Regions from separate parts of the Mus musculus genome. Here region 2 is linked to region 1. A link is a contact called in public Hi-C data. All regions are on one chromosome and are shown on one strand. Each heading gives the region's core, a stretch centred on a gene start, on an enhancer-like site or on the middle of the called end of the contact. The rest is flanking DNA. Distances are from core to core; before and after follow the strand shown.

Region 1 (4,504 bases), core at 933-3,432:
GAGTCAGGCAAGCCTGACTGTTGCCAGGCAACTGTGGAGGTGGAACTTAGACAGATTGCTAACAGGTGCTGGGAATCAAACCCTTCTCTTCTGTAAGAACAGCCAGTGCTCTTAACCCCTGAGCCATTTCTGTTTTTGTTGTTTTTTGAGACAAGGTCTCGTATAATCTAGTCTGGTTGCTTCAACTTCTGATCCTCCTGCCTCCACTACCCAAATACTGGGATTATAGGTGTGTACCACTACACCCAAAATTTATAATTAAATTTTAAAAATTATTTATTACATTTATTTGTGTGTGTGTGTGTGTGTGTGTGTGTGTGTGCATGCTTGCACATGTGTGTGAGTGTGTGCCTTGGTTTGAATATGGAAGTCAGAAAACCTGATGGAGTCAGTTCTTTTTTTCCACCATTCCAGTGCTGGGAATTGAACTCAGGGCATGAGGCTTGGTAGCAGGTATCTTTACCAACTGACCCACCTCCCTGGTCAGAAATTTCATTTTAAATGTATGTTTAAAATCACTTTACAGAACTTCTGAAATCTTCACCCTCAGCTCGCCCAAACCCAGCAGCTGTTGGCAGCACGCGTGCCTCAGTTGCTTGCTCTAGCTCACCCACTGGCTCCTGGCTCAGCACACGGGTTTTCCTAAAGCTGACCAGGATGAAAGAACACAGGCTGGAGAGGTAAGCTAGGCCCACAGCCATCTTTGTGGTGGTAAAGATGGAACACAGGCTTGCTCACACATGCATATAGTCATACCATATACCCTACCGGGAGGACAGAAGTGGGCTTGACAGGGCTCTGGGCCAAGGACCCAAGGGCCTTGTTTCAGGTTCTCCATCTGTAGAGGCTTTTCTCCATGTCCTGTCCTGTTCTTGCCCCTTCCCCTGAGTGCCCAAGGCTTCCTGTCTTTCCTCCCTGCCATCTCTTCATCTCTGATCTTTTCCTGTGTCTTTGACATTGTACCTTCCCCCACTGAATTCAAATCCATGACCAGAATTAGGGCTGAGGCAGGGGATGGGGGTGAGGTACGTGGGTCTGAAGAGCTCTGATGAGCGGAAACCAAAGTTTTCTTAGAAACAGAGGTCAGAGTTTGAGGGTCTCATACTTACCCTAACTCAGAGAAGCCCACAGGTCCCATTCTACAAAGAGGGTCTGTTGTAAACGGAGAGATTCAGCAAACACCACAGCCTTGAGAGTTAAAGGACATGTGTGATTTAGAAAGCAGGAAGGTCAAACAGAAAAGGTCAAATCTCTTTCTCCAGAGTGGCTAAAGGGGTAGGACTCAAACACAGGAAATATTAAAAAATGAACCTGCCAGCTCTCTACATGGTCCAACCACACTCTTGGGCTCCTGCCACCGCCGCCAACTCTTTGGAGCTAGCCCCCACAGCATCTGGCTCACTTTTCCCGGGAGCTACTAGTTCCATCTCTGCTATAATCTCCTGTAACAAGCGGTCCCACACTCCAGTAACCAAATAGATCTGCCATCCTTGAGGTTTGATAACACAATACCCAGTAACCTGGTAAAATCAAGACTCTTAAGCTTAAAGCTAACCAATTGGATTTATATATCAATAATATCACAATTTACAAGGTGCCAATACAATAATGTCAGAGGCAACTGATAATGATAAAAGCTTTATCCCAATATTTCTAACCTTGTGAAATCATAGCTACTTGTGGCTGGTAATCACCATGGGGGTTCACGTCCACATCCACGTCCACAACCACAGTTCTTCTTTCCCTGCTCTGAGATGCTCTCTCTGTGTCTCTCTCTGTCTCTCTTTCTCTGTATCTCTCTCTCTTTCTCTCTCTTAGCTCTACCTCCCCATTTCCCTGTCCAACTACAGGCCTCCTCTGCACTAATGTAATTGGACAGGGAAAATCCTGCGACAAGGTGACGTGCTCTAGGCATGTTGCTGCCTCACTAAGCTACAACCTCAGGGAAAATACTTTCTTAAAACAAAAACAGCCAAGGCCAACAAGTGAGAACAAGTAGGAATAGCCATATCCAAACCCAAGATCTGTGTAGAGAGCGGCATAGGGATGGATGATAAATGGACAGAAAACAGTGGAGCGAGCAAATGGGTTGGTATTTTGTGGGACCAATCAGGAGGTGCTTGACTGTTTCTGCTTCAGATAAACAGATCAAGTGATCCAGAGAGTAAAGGCGTTGCTAAGCAACGCAGTCTGGCCTCCAGGCTGTTTGCAGCTGTTACAGTGATGTCGAGAGGTTATTATGCCACAGGAGAAATGCTTGTGTGAACATGGACAAGTGGGCTGGAGAGGTTTCTCAGTGGTTAGAGCACTGGCTGCTCTTCCAGGGGATCTGATTTTAATTCCCACTATCCACATAGCAGCTCACAATGCCTGTAACTCCAGTCCCAGGGGATCTGACATTCTCTGGTGGCCTGCTCAGCCATCAGGCACACACAGGGTACACAGACATACATGAAGGGAAAAAACTCATATATATAAAATAAAAATTTTTTTAAAAAAGGTTTTAAAATGTGGACAAAGAGCTGGGCATATAGCCCAGTTGGCAGCATGAATAAAGACATAGGTCCAATCTCCAGCATCCGATGAAACAGTCTGATGCAGCATACCCATAATCGCAGCATTTGGGATGTAGAGGCAGGAAGATCAGTTCAAGGTTATCCTTGGTAACTTAGGGAGTTTGAGACCAGCCTTGGCTATGTGAGACTCCGTCACAAACAAACAAACAAACAAACAAACACAACAAACCTGAAAAAAATGTGCACACGGAGAAGAAGTATTTGTGCTAAAACTTCCTGGAGTAGAAGAGGAAAGCCTGGGTTATCACAAAGGACAGGAGGTCTGTGTGTAGTTTATAGACACTTGACTTTCTTTAAAAAAAACAATCTTTTTATGTAACTGCGGCTAAGCTTGTGATCCTCTTGATTTAGCCTAAGGATGGAATTATAAATACATCACTGGTTTCTCACTTTTTTTAAAAAAAAAAGTGGGGGTTGTGTTCATGTATTGAATGGATGCATATTATGCAACCAGTTGTTTGATGGGTATTTGTGGAATGTCCATCTTGGACTGGCCTAACTAGAAAGGTCAATCCAGTGTTCTAGACCCTCTGTCTAGTTCATGTGGATCTTTGTTCTGGCCACTTCTTTGCTGGCTAGAGAGCCTCCCAGTAATGTCCCATGGCACCTCAGTCCCCAACCCCAGAGCTACTGGCCACTCCTACTAAAACAGCAGTACTGAGACACAACTTTCTATTTTCCAGTACAGCCCTAGGCAGACCTTTGTGACAACCTTAAGCATAGTAGGACCATAGTGCTGGTAACCTCGCTCTTCTTTCTAGGCTGGGCACTTCCTAGGCTGCAAGACACTCCAGGGTCCATCTTTGAAGGTAGAAATGAGTCTCCTTGAAGCTGTTCTCCTGGAGGCTGCAGAATGAGCTCATGTTATTGAAATTACCAGAGAGAGTGGAAGCAGGTGGGTAAAGAAGGAAGTGAGGGGCATGGGATGGCAGCTCCTGGCAGAAAAGACATAGAAGCATGGACCCTGATGATCAGAGGCAGCGGCGGGCAGGGCAGTCTCCTGGTTTGTTCTGCTTAGCCTAGGCGGGTAGATCTTTCTTTGGGTGTATGTGTGTGTGTGTGAAGCATCTGTTGTGTTCTGAGCACTGTAAGGAGCCTGGCATGCTTATATAATTGACTATTTGTCCCAAGCCTGTGAAACAGCAGTGATGGTCTACCTTCAGTTTTGAAGTGTGCCAGTGGCTGCTGGGAAGCGGGTGATCTTTTGTTAGTGGTACCCAAGTAATAAATGGCAGGGCAAGTACTGGGCCCCAGGCCTACCGTAACCCATGCTCTCTCTGATTCTACCTGTACCACTAGGCTCTTGATGTGCCCATTTTCTCTGTGGCAGAGTGGGATACTCTGCAAACAGAACTCTGTCTTGGATGCTTGGATGCTGCCCTGCCTGGGTGTCCCAGCAACCCGGGATACTTACTCATCAATGCCAGACTCCATCACAGCATCTTCCAGAACTTCCACATTCACTAATGGTCTACCGTGCATCTCTCTTTCAGAGAGCCAATGACTTGTTGGGACTTATTCTGAGATGTCGACACATTAGAACTGAAAGTAAATCTCCATGGATACTCTTTATCATACCTGTGTACAGAGTAGGTCAAGGCACATAGCCAAGGCTCGATTCAAGACTAAAATCTAGACCAACCCATCAAACACAGAAGTGGATGCTCACAGTCAGCTAATGGATGGATCACAGGGCTCCCAATGGAGGAGCTAGAGAAAGTACCCAAGGAGCTAAAGGGATCTTCAACCCTATAGGTGGAACAACATTATGAACTAACCAGTACCCCTGAGCTCTTGACTCTAGCTGCATATGTATCAAAAGATGGCCTAGTCGGCCATCACTGGAAAGAGAGGCCCATTGGACACGCAGACTTTGTGTGCCCCGGTACAGGGGAACGCCAGGGCCAAAGGGGGGGAGTGGGTGGGTA
Region 2 (4,504 bases), core at 676-3,175, 760 kb before region 1:
TACACAGTGCACCAGTTTCACTCGTGTGCTTAGATGTAGAGTCTTTCATCTCTCCTTTTATTTGTTGGTTTTTTATTTTGGGCGGGGGCTTTGAACTCACAGAGATCTGATGCCTCTGCCTCTTGAGTGCTGGCGTGAAAGGTATGTGCCACCACACCTAGTCCCTTCCTGCCCCCAGGTGATTTTGACATCTTACCCTATCATTTTTAAAAATTATATATTTATTTTTATGCGTATGGAAGTTTTGATTGCATGTATGCATGTGTACAGAATGCCCAAGGGGACCAGCAGGGGGCATCAGCTCCTCGGGGACTGGAGTCACAGATGGTTGTGAGCTGCCTTGTGTTGTCTGGAATCAAGTCTGAGTCTCTGGAAGAGCAGCCCGTGCTCATCTTCTCTGCTGCTTCCTTACCACTGAGATGTTGCTTTGAGTCCAGGCTCCAGGGGCACAGAGGAGTGTTGGCCACCACGCTCTGACCTTTCTTTTGCTATAGGACTTCCATTGTGTTTCAGAGTCACCCCTGTGTATCCCCAGGGGCACATCTGGGTTGATGCCCGAGGGTGTAGCATATGCTGGGAGCTGAGCATGCAGCAAAGGAGGCAGGATCAGTGAAGGGAAATTTTCACAAGGGAAGAAAACATCTGTGTACTCAGGCTCCTTCTTGATTTGCTCCCTTTATTCTTGGCACCACAAACGGGATGACATTCGAGGGACCACATATGCAAGACACCCGTCTATCTGGAAAGTTTCTGAGCCCTTTCCCATGAGCCAAGACCCAGACTTTAAGAAGGAAATCCAGGCTCAGCATGAACTATGTTGTCTGTCTGTGGAACATATTGAGCCTAATGAGCAAGAATAGCAGGAACCCTCGTGAAATACTAATTCCAGGCACCACCCATAGGCCAGCCTGTCCTGTGGGCTGTCCTGTGGGTAGCTAGCCAAGCCTAGCTCTGGTGACTTGCCCCACCCTGGGTGACCACCTAACTTACGGCAATGCAGCTGCTGGTGGTCTGTTGGCCTCGTTTCCTGCTCTCAATGGTTGCTTCTGCCACAGTGTGTGCAGGTGGATAGTCACACCACCCGTGCACATGGAGTTGCTCAGTTATTCTTGTTTGGCATGGGGATCTTCCGCTTCCTTTTTTTGACTTGGCTAGACCAGAGCAGCGTTAACAGTCTGTGGTGTCACTGTGTCTTGCATCCAACCTGAGAGACAGAGCTTTTGGTCTCAGTCGTCAGCATGGTGGTCACTGTGTGCTTGCATGGATACTTCTCCCGGGATTTGCAGGGTTGTGTGTGCACACGTGTGACCATGATGGGTGCTGGGGACTGTCAGGTGTCCTTTCTGAGATGACGGTGGGGTTTGTCCGCCTGTTCCAGTTGCATGCCCATGGCTGTGATCTCTGCCCTTTATCTCATGCAGAATTGGGCTTCCGTTCCTTTGCAGCTTCTCTTCTGTTTCCAGAGGGTGGGATGCCTTTGTCTGGTTTGATCAGAGTAATGCTGGCTCCAGAAAATGAGTTGGGACGTGTTTCCCTCCTCTATTGGAGACCTGGTGCTGGTGGCTCTGTAGGCATTTGGTGGAGGGCTCCGCGGTGCCCTTACGGGGGCTTTGCTTTGGGAGCAGCTTTTAGTGATCAGTTTGGACTCTGCTTGACATCGATCTGTCTAGGTTTCGTATTCCTTCTTGAGTCAGTGAGTTCTGTTGTTTTTCGGGAACAGTCGGTGATAAGGCTTTGTGTCCAGCTGTCCATGACACCCCCACTCCTTTGTGCTTCTGGAATGTCCTTGAGCATTTCTGACCGACTGACTATAGTTCCTAAGGGCTGAAGTTTTCTCCTTGTGACAAGCTTCCTGAGGTGCGGAGCTCTGCCTTCTCACAGTGGCGTGCTGCAGATGTCAGTTAGTCCAGGGGGCATTCAGTGAGGCGTGCAGCTGTCACAGCACAGCTGCTACGAAATGTCCCATGTGTCGCCTGAAGTGCTCTGCGGGGCACGAGGCTCCTTCCTGCCTCCTTCCCTGCATACGGTGGCCCACGGGTCACACTTGGCCTCCTGGCCTTTCTGCTTGTGCTCTTGACAGCGACTCTGCCATTGCTGGAGCGTGGCTGTCACTGAGCAGGTGGCTGCTGTGGCTCCTGCTGCCCAGCCTTTTGCAGCTCATTCCCATGCCTGTCCACTCTTCCACATTTGTGTCTGCAGCACTGGTCCCTAGGGTTGGGATCAGAGTACCACGTGGTGGCGGGATCAGTAGCAGGTTGCCATGGGCGGGTAAGGAGAAGGGTGGAAGGGGGACCTCGTTTTAAAATGTATTTTCTTTAATGAGTCTTTTTTTAAAAATCTATTTATCATTTTATTTCTATGGGTCTTTTACCTGCTTGTATGTCTGTGCACCATGCATGTGCCTGGTGCCCGAGGAGGCCAAAGGAGGGCATTGAATCCCCTGATACTGGAGTTACAGACGGTTCTGAATTGCCATGTGGGTGCTAGACATTGAACTCAGGTTGTCTGGAAGAGCAGCCAGTGCTCTTAACTGCTGAGCTAACTCTCTAGCCCCATTAATTTCTTTAAGAAGACAGGAATAAGGGCTGGACAGCTTCTCGAGTCATAGAGGCATCTGTTCCTGTGCCTGTTCTTAGCCTTGCCCGCCCCCTTGTTGGCATTGCACGGTTCCCTCCATCCATGGAGCCAGCAGCCTCCCTGGGTGTGGTGCGGGTTGGCCTCAGCTTTGACCCCTCTGGACTTCTCTCCCTTTATGCCTGGAGAAGGCTAACGAGGCCATTTGCAGGAGGGACGTGAAGGTGGGGCAGAGGAGGTGGTGGTGACGCGGGTCTGCTCTCGGCAGCCGGTACAGGGATCCCCTCTTCCAACAGTTTCCTTCAGAAGCAGCGACGATTGTTAAAGCTGGAAGAACAGCTGGCCCGATTGTGCGCGAAGGCCACAGACAAGGAGGAGAATAAGCAGGTGGCCCTGGGCACCGCCAAGCTCAACTATCTGGACCCCAGGATCAGCATCGCCTGGTGTGTGATCTGGGGCCACTGTCCCCGTGTGTGACCTGAGGGCTTTAGGAGGCCCCAGCACAGTCCCATAGGTGCCCCGCCCTGTATCTGGCCCTGTGCTAGGCACAACTTCTTGTGACAGGGACCACCTAACTGGATGGCCCTGATGACTCTGTTCCTGAGTCCAAGTCCTGTCTTTAGACCTCTTTCCTCTGAGCTTTGGGGTGGTTGGGACTGCCAGGACCCTGCGAGCACTAAATCACATGAGTGCTTGGTCTGCCCACTGGGGGTTGGGCCTTGCTCAGTGGCTAGCTAGGCCATACCAGGGATGTCATGATACGTGGGGAAGGAATACAATTGGGTTGTGATGCCCCGGAGAGCAGGTCTAGGTGGCACTGGGTATCTTGGTCACCCAGATGTGCGGAGGCCACTACCTCTTTCCACACCTTGGCCGCAGGGCAGGACTCAGAACTGATGTTGTTACCTCCAGGTGTAAGAGATTTGGAGTGCCTGTGGAGAAGATCTACAACAAGACCCAGAGAGAGAGGTTTGCCTGGGCCTTCAACCAGGCAGGTGAAGACTTTGAATTCTAAGCAGCCTCTTTGCCGCTGAAATGTTCTTTCTCACTGTGAAGCAGTATTGTGGTTTTTCTAGAATAAAATGTCGGGGGAAGGTGTTTGTCACTGTGACCTAGAACAAAGGCCCCAACAACACTGACTGACCTTGGAAACACCCTGAGCATGGCCTGAGTCTCCCACCAGCTGCTTCCAGCCCCCTGAGTGAGGTTTCTGTTTGAGGAGAGAGCAGGGGTGGAGGGGGTGGGGGGCTGGAGGCTGGGGTGGCTGGGACCCATCACCATATACCTGAGCTCGACACAAGGTTACAGATGTCCTTAGCACAGTTTCCAGTGGTAGTTTTCACTTCCTGCCTCAGCCAAGCTTAAGATGGAATCCAGGACTCAAATATGGCAAGCACACACGTTACCATGGAACATACCTCCAGCCATGCATACACGTTACCACGGAACATACCTCCAGCCATCTATAGCCTCTGATTCATGTCTTTCTGCCTTGGTTTAGCAGCCTTGTATTCTTCCAGGTCTTGTTCTGCTCCTTGAGTTTCTGTGTCCTCTGGGGTCACAGTCTTTTCGGGCACTGTTGCCTGGGCGTGCCTGCCCTGGCTGCTGCTTTGCTCCAGTTATGTACCCCACTGCAGGAATTTAAGTGAAGTTCTGGCTTCCCATGCAAGCCCCATGACAAGCCCAGAGGACCCCAGGAAAGTGTGGGTGTGGGTGACCCTCCATGCCTAGGGTGCACTCAGCCAGCAGGATCCAGTTCTTCCACATCCCTCCCCCCCCCCCCCCCCCCAACAGGCCTTACTGTGCTTGGACAGTAAGAAAAAGGAACCATGGGATACAGGAGGTAAAGGCATCAATGCAGGGCCCAGGGCCCAAGCCCCAGGGAGGAGACCAGAGCAATGTAGGCTTGGCTTCTCCGAAGGCCTGGTAC

What was found. A called contact is a pair of places that touch in the nucleus more often than the background predicts.
Region 2: a Hi-C map of B cells shows a contact between it and region 1, with 2.5 times the contacts expected there. The contact joins two enhancer-like sites. A contact is called at or near these places in 2 of 39 promoter capture datasets (3T3-L1-derived adipocytes and pre-B cells), 1 of 484 Hi-C or Micro-C datasets (B cells), 1 of 115 datasets of contacts at active chromatin or transcription factors (large pre-B cells) and 1 of 9 other capture datasets (embryonic stem cells).

What each region holds. Positions count from the first base shown.
Region 1 is chr15:74,900,084-74,904,587 of GRCm38.p6, reverse strand. No RefSeq gene overlaps it. Among named protein-coding and RNA genes, the nearest start is that of Ly6m, 21 kb to the right of the region's middle. Within about 2 kb of position 2,182, at least 63 of the 459 cell types and tissues checked have an H3K27ac peak or open chromatin away from gene starts, as enhancers often do.
Region 2 is chr15:75,656,197-75,660,700 of GRCm38.p6, reverse strand. It overlaps Top1mt (DNA topoisomerase 1, mitochondrial), which reads left to right. Exons shown (of 14, transcript NM_028404.3): 13 at 2,871-3,017; 14 at 3,487-3,668. The coding sequence ends at 3,589. Among named protein-coding and RNA genes, the nearest start is that of Top1mt, 20 kb to the left of the region's middle. Within about 2 kb of position 1,925, at least 22 of the 459 cell types and tissues checked have an H3K27ac peak or open chromatin away from gene starts, as enhancers often do.